2 separate regions of the Gossypium hirsutum genome follow, and region 2 is linked to region 1. Evidence: chromatin contacts called from public Hi-C data. All regions are on one chromosome and are shown on one strand. The core of a region is the stretch at or near the end of the contact, and the rest is flanking DNA. Distances in the headings are between cores, read along the strand shown. Region 1 has its middle 45 kb from the start of LOC107948335. Region 2 holds the start of LOC107948337.

Region 1 (3,045 bases), core at 161-2,660:
AAGTGTATTGAAATATATTATCTTCTTATTTATAAATTAAAAAAATTATAAATTTTATAATTTTAAGTATTAATAAAAAAATTTATTTCAAAATCAAATCATCCTAATATGTGCTTCTAACACAATTTTTTTCCTTCCAAATGTCCAACCCAATCTATTACCAAATATTAAGATAAATTACCTCCAAAAATGGCAAACCCTAATTACCCTCCCTGAACCAATGTTGCCGCCTTCTTCTCCATACACCTCTGCGCTCCTTGATCGATCCTAAGTCCTCTATTTACGGTACATTAATAGTACACTCCTCCCCTTCCCAATCGTCTTCGTCATCAATTCACACCATCACTTTTGGACTTAATATTTCCCGGTTCAACGACCCCTAAATTCAACTTATACAATCCTCCATACTTAGTACTTTTAAGTGGATTGGATTCAGAACTTGAATCGTCGACTTTCTTGTAGCCTTGGACATTGTTACTTCGGGCTTGAGTTATTAAAAACTCAACTTCTTAAACTTTTTTGAAAGATAAAACTAAGGAAATTAGCTTAATGATATGATAAAGAGAAGATTAAACCTATAAAAATCTATGCAAATGTTGTTATCAATCTTCCATGGAATCGATCAACCAAGACCAAGAAATAAAATCAAAACTTGACCTTAAAAAAAGAAAAACATAATCTTTGCATTGTAGTTAAACTAAAACCCCTATAAATCTTATCGAAAAATAATTTTTATGCATCTAAATTTTTTATATATTGTTTAAAATACTTTTATAGAAATTTTCAATTTTTAAAATAAAAGAGCTTTCATTTTTTTTATAATTTTTACATAGAATCAAGGTTAAATTGATAGGGAATATAAAATTTGAGAATTAAATTTATTATTATACCAATTTAACAAGTGTCATGTTACTGATGAATTAGTTAGGGTGTAAATTTTTTTTTTTGAAAATTTTAGGAACTAAATTGTAATTTTTTTAATTAAATTATCAAAATGAAAATTTATTTATAATTAAATGACTATCGATATCAAATATAATTAGGTTCCACTAGATAATCGAAATAGTGAGATTAGATTCATCTTTCTTTTAATCTTGAAATGGAAAAGAAAATTTGAACCCACCCATGCATTATCACATTCATACATGCCGCATGATGGTTATGCCTTTTTGCTTAGGTAGAATTTACCGTACCTTCAGTATCCCATCCATTCTAAGGTGATGGGTACATTAGGAAACTCATTGTCATGATCTCAACTACAAAGGGGGAAATTGGGAATGAAATCCCTAAATAGGGTAGTTATGGATAATGTATCCGATGGTTAGTTAAACTCACATATGGGCTAATATCTATATGTAAGCTGATAGATAATAGGCTACGAGGATCACAGACGTTAGGGACCGAGAAAGATGGGCTAGTTGATTAATGGGCTTAGTTTTATGCTAATGGTCATAGGCATGATTTGGTCATTGTAATGTCTTTTCTTCCTTGTGAACGAAAATTTCAGAATTCTCTTCTTCAACCTTCTTTCTTCAAATTCTTCCATAAATCCAAACTTGTCACTGCTAAGGTTGTGACAAATTGGTATTAGAGCTTACAAAGATTTACTAGTCGAGCTGGGAAAGCCAAAAAAAAGTAATCACCATGGTGGGAGCAGATAACACTAGATAAACAACTTCAAGAGCAAATGCAGGTGGTGCAACATTGGTTACAAGTTGTGCAAGAATTCCCAAATGGTGGGAAGAGCAAAAAACTTTTGATGGTGGGAAGAGTAGAAGCCATCCATGAAAATGGTGGAAGTGAATTGTGATGTTCTTTTGATGTTAATTTGTCTCTAGGACAAAAAGGTAAATGCCAAGAGCAAAAGCTTTCATTATATATATTTTTTCATATATATATATAAATGGACTCAAGATTCTCGAATTTTTTGTATTCATATGAATACCAAATTAAAAGAAAAACAAAATATTTTGAAACATTCATTATTTACGTTTCAGGCTTACGAATTTCATATATTATTTAATTTAACTTCTATGGCTTTGGATAGTGATATTATGAAAATATTATATGATTAAATTAAAAGCAATCATAGTATTCAATTGAATCAAATATAACTTTGATAATCTTCAACAAATATTCAGCATGACAACCAATAATACAAGTAGGAAAATATAACATAAACCATGAAATAAAAAATTCATTTATATATTTTTAAAATTTATAAAATTTTAAATTAATAATGATAAAATTATACTTTAATTCTTAAAAATATAAAAAAAATTGATCTATCCTTTAAAAATTATAAAAATATAAATTATTAAAATAATAAAAATACATTCAAAATATACCATTTAATTCGTACCCAAAACATTTCCCACGCTTTCAATACATACTCATTTCTATTAATAGGAGGAAACAATTAACTCATTTCCAACAAAACGTGCACTAAACACCAACATTTCTTTGTCCTCAAATTCTTATTTCATCATACTGTGATATTTATTAATCGTACACAGGACACAAAACATAAATTTTGATCAACATGTTTTTCACAAACGGCAAAGACTCGTAAACATCAGGCACAAGACAGCAGCATGATCATGTTGGATGCTTTTGTAAATCCCCTTTTCGGCATCCGCGAATCTAAAACATGGTCAAAGAAATTGTTAGATTATATAGGAAAAATGCAAGAGAATTTGCAGAAGGGGATGAAATAAAAAGTTGGTTGCTACTCACCCAAGCTCCGAAAGCTTCAAATGAGATTCAGCATAGTCAGCAAAGAAGGCATCCTCATCCTAATAAGGCACAACATTATTCATAACTAAAAGTTCCAACTATTACATATATATATACATGTACTGGTACAAATGAACCGCACTTGAGAGATAAAATAAAGGTTGCATATGTTAAATCTATATGATATATATAACAAAAAGCTGAAAGATATGAATTGATACTTACTGCAGCATATTTGTGGACAAGAGGGCGAAAGACAGGATCTTCCAAAAGTGCTTTGTCGGTTGGCAACTGCATCAGACCTTCTTT
Region 2 (3,045 bases), core at 375-2,874, 96 kb after region 1:
AAATAAGTTATAGCTAACTATAATTTTTTTTTTATTAAAAACAACAACTTACTTTAAAACTTTTTTTAAAAAATTAATACCACTTTTCACCTTTTTATTGTAACTAAATTATCACTTTAATATTTGTACTATTTCTTTATCTATTTGACTCATGTATCTATTTTAGTTATCAGTTTAGTTTTTGTATTTTTATTATGTATAGCTCGTTATTCATCTATACATTTTTCTTTAAAAAAATTAAACTAATATAAAGTAAAAAAATATTAAATAGTTATAAAAAAATTAAAGAAATCATTACAAAACCAAAAAAAAATCTAAGAAAACCAAAAAAATTTAAAACTTAAAAAATCATAATCTATCTTTGAAAATTATAAAAAAAATAATTTCAATATTATAAGTATAAAAAACTTTAAAAAAATAAAATTTTTTTTCATAATTTTAAAAAAATGTTGGAATTCTATTTTTTTAAAGAAAATCTTAAAATATTCTGAATTTTTTAAATAATTTTATGATATTCTTTTGAAAAATTCTAGGATTTTATTTTGCAATTTTTTTATATTTTTTTAGGAATTATAAGTTTTTTTAATGAAAATATCATAGAATTCTTTAAAAATGAGATAGAGACCACTTAAAAAAAACTTACATATTTGTTTTGAGCATTTTGAGAGTTATTATTTGACTTGAGTTATGAGAATATAGAAGCTTTTTTTTTTCTTTTTTTGAAAAAAAAATGACGAAGTTAAATGTCTAATTGATTTGCTTATTTATGTGTTATTGTGACATTCTAATTTCATATATATACATAACTTTTAATTATTCTTTTTTTCTTGAGTTGTATGAGGAGAAAACTTATTATACATGCTGACTAAGTTTTAAGTCAGTTGGTATTAATATTGTTGTTAGACAGGAGGATGTTAGTTTGAATGCGTTGAAATTTATTTATTCTTCTATTCAAGGGTGAAAAAGATTATGAGTAGTTTTAGAAATTGTACCAAACCTTTTTATTTTTTATAGAAATTGTACCAAAACTTCTTATATGTTTCTAGGGATATTATTTAACTACATCTATCCCACCAAACTAATTTTCAAAGAATTTCATGGTATTTTTGCTAAAATTTTTTCAAATTTCCTTAAAAATATAAAAAATTCATTAAGAATAAAAAAAACCCTAAAATTTTCAAAAGAAAAAATCATAGAATTATTTAATTTTTTATAAAATTTTAACATTTTCTAAATAAAAAAACTTAGAATCCGATTTTTTTAAAATTTTATGAAAAATTTTAAAATTTTCAAAGATTTTTTTAAATTTCATATACTTATAATTTAAAAAATATATTTTTTAATTTTCAAAATGTAGACTATAAATTTTTTTAATTTTTTAATAATTTTCGAAGTTTTAATATTTTTTAAGTTTTTTTTAATTTTAAAAACTTTCTTATATTTAAAAAATTAAATTTAATTGATACATGGCAGAATGTCATTGTTGATTCAAATTTTTAACACAAAATATATAGATGGGCAACAGAATGAAACTACAAAAGTCAAACTGATAAAAAGAAAATATAAGTATCAAAGTGATAATTTAACTAGTACAAGAGCCAAAGGATATATTAGGCCAAAAACTGTTCATACCACCACGTGTCACTAAACAATGACTGGAAGAATTTGAGGTGTCAGTTTCTCGTAAGGGATAAGAAAATAAAGGGCCAAAAATTATGAAAATTTGTTTGTTCTTTTTTGTAGGAGAGAAAGGCTGAAGCTAAGTGTGACTGGAATCTACAATTTTCAGACGCTAATGGATATTCGAGCTGGAATCGGGAGCTTAAAATCTCAAAGTTTTTGGAAAACTTTCCAGAGATCTATTTCTTCATGTAATTTTCCTTGTTCCTCTTTCAAAACTTTCTGCTCCAAAAAGGACTCTCAGCAGCAACCTCAACAGAACGGTGATGATAACAATGGTATGAAATGTCGATCAGCTTTGAAGGCTCAATATCTATCAACCCACCTTGAATTTCACTTAAATATCGAAAAGGGTATTTTGCTCTTTGTTTGGTTTTTGTTAATTTTGCATGTCTATCCAGTATGTACATTTTTTTTTGCAAGCCTGGAAGGTAAAGACGAACATAATACAACTTTTGTATGATAGTAAGCGGTATTGCAGCATAATGCAGTCCTCATTGCGTATTATATCTCTGTTGATATGAAAAAAACTTCTGGGATTAGGATTAACTTCTCTATGTTGGTATAAGATCAGTTTCTTATGATACAGACAGTTCCTCCTTAATTTAGATTGCCCTAACATTGATGCTTCCACCAAATTACTGTTGAACATACTCAGGTGATAAGTTCTCAACCGACTGGGATAAGGCATGGTCGAATTTCAAGAAGCAAACCAAAAGGTCCTTCCTTTCAGGGTTTTCTCCTAACAAGTATGTTACCTGGAATCCTAGACAATCGAACTATCCCTTGTCCGAAGAGGTAGATCCAATAAAGAGAACAGAGAGGTCGAATCTCATGTTATGGACGAGTCCAGGATTTACTTTAGTAGGAGCAATAATAATAGTCTCATTCCTTTTGTTGTATACCATTCTTGCACCAGTTAAGTGATCTAATTTTCCCTATCAGAAATGTCTGTCCATTTGCTGTAAAAGGAACATTGTGTTGGAAGGAAATGAGTATATGCAGAAAGACAACTCAAGTTTCATTGCGAATGTGTTGACATTTAGCATAAACTAAATGAGATCAACCTGAAAAGTAAGTTTGAGTTCCAAAATCCATGGTTGAAGTAATCATGTTAGCTAGTATTCTCAAGGTCAAATGACTAAACACCGGAGTCAGGAGAGAAAAATATTTCTTCTACACAAGACATCATAGGATAGAAAATGCTTTTATCACTTCAGGATGGCAGGCAAATTGCAGATGCTGAGCAGCAAAGTAGACATTCAACTGGGATTTTGAGCTAAGTTTTTTCTATGAAAGCAGAACAGATACATAAATGCATGCAACTCTGATCGGACAATGACACAGCCAATGATGATGTAAAGC

The links. Hi-C and Micro-C count contacts between places; a contact is called where the count stands out from the background.
Region 2: a contact with region 1 is called in a Hi-C map of leaf, with 3 times the contacts expected there. The contact joins the promoter of LOC107948337 here to the enhancer-like site in region 1. A contact is called at or near these places in 6 of 34 Hi-C or Micro-C datasets (callus and leaf).

What each region holds. Positions count from the first base shown.
Region 1 is chrA04:69,188,126-69,191,170 of Gossypium_hirsutum_v2.1, forward strand. It overlaps the pseudogene LOC107949273. Among protein-coding and RNA genes, the nearest start is that of LOC107948335, 45 kb to the left of the region's middle. Within about 2 kb of position 1,411, at least 3 of the 9 cell types and tissues checked have an H3K27ac peak or open chromatin away from gene starts, as enhancers often do. A contact at or near this core is called in leaf, where this site is marked.
Region 2 is chrA04:69,283,777-69,286,821 of Gossypium_hirsutum_v2.1, forward strand. LOC107948337 reads left to right here and starts at 1,625. Exons shown (of 2, transcript XM_016882840.2): 1 at 1,625-1,958; 2 at 2,339-2,704. The coding sequence starts at 1,796. The coding sequence ends at 2,607.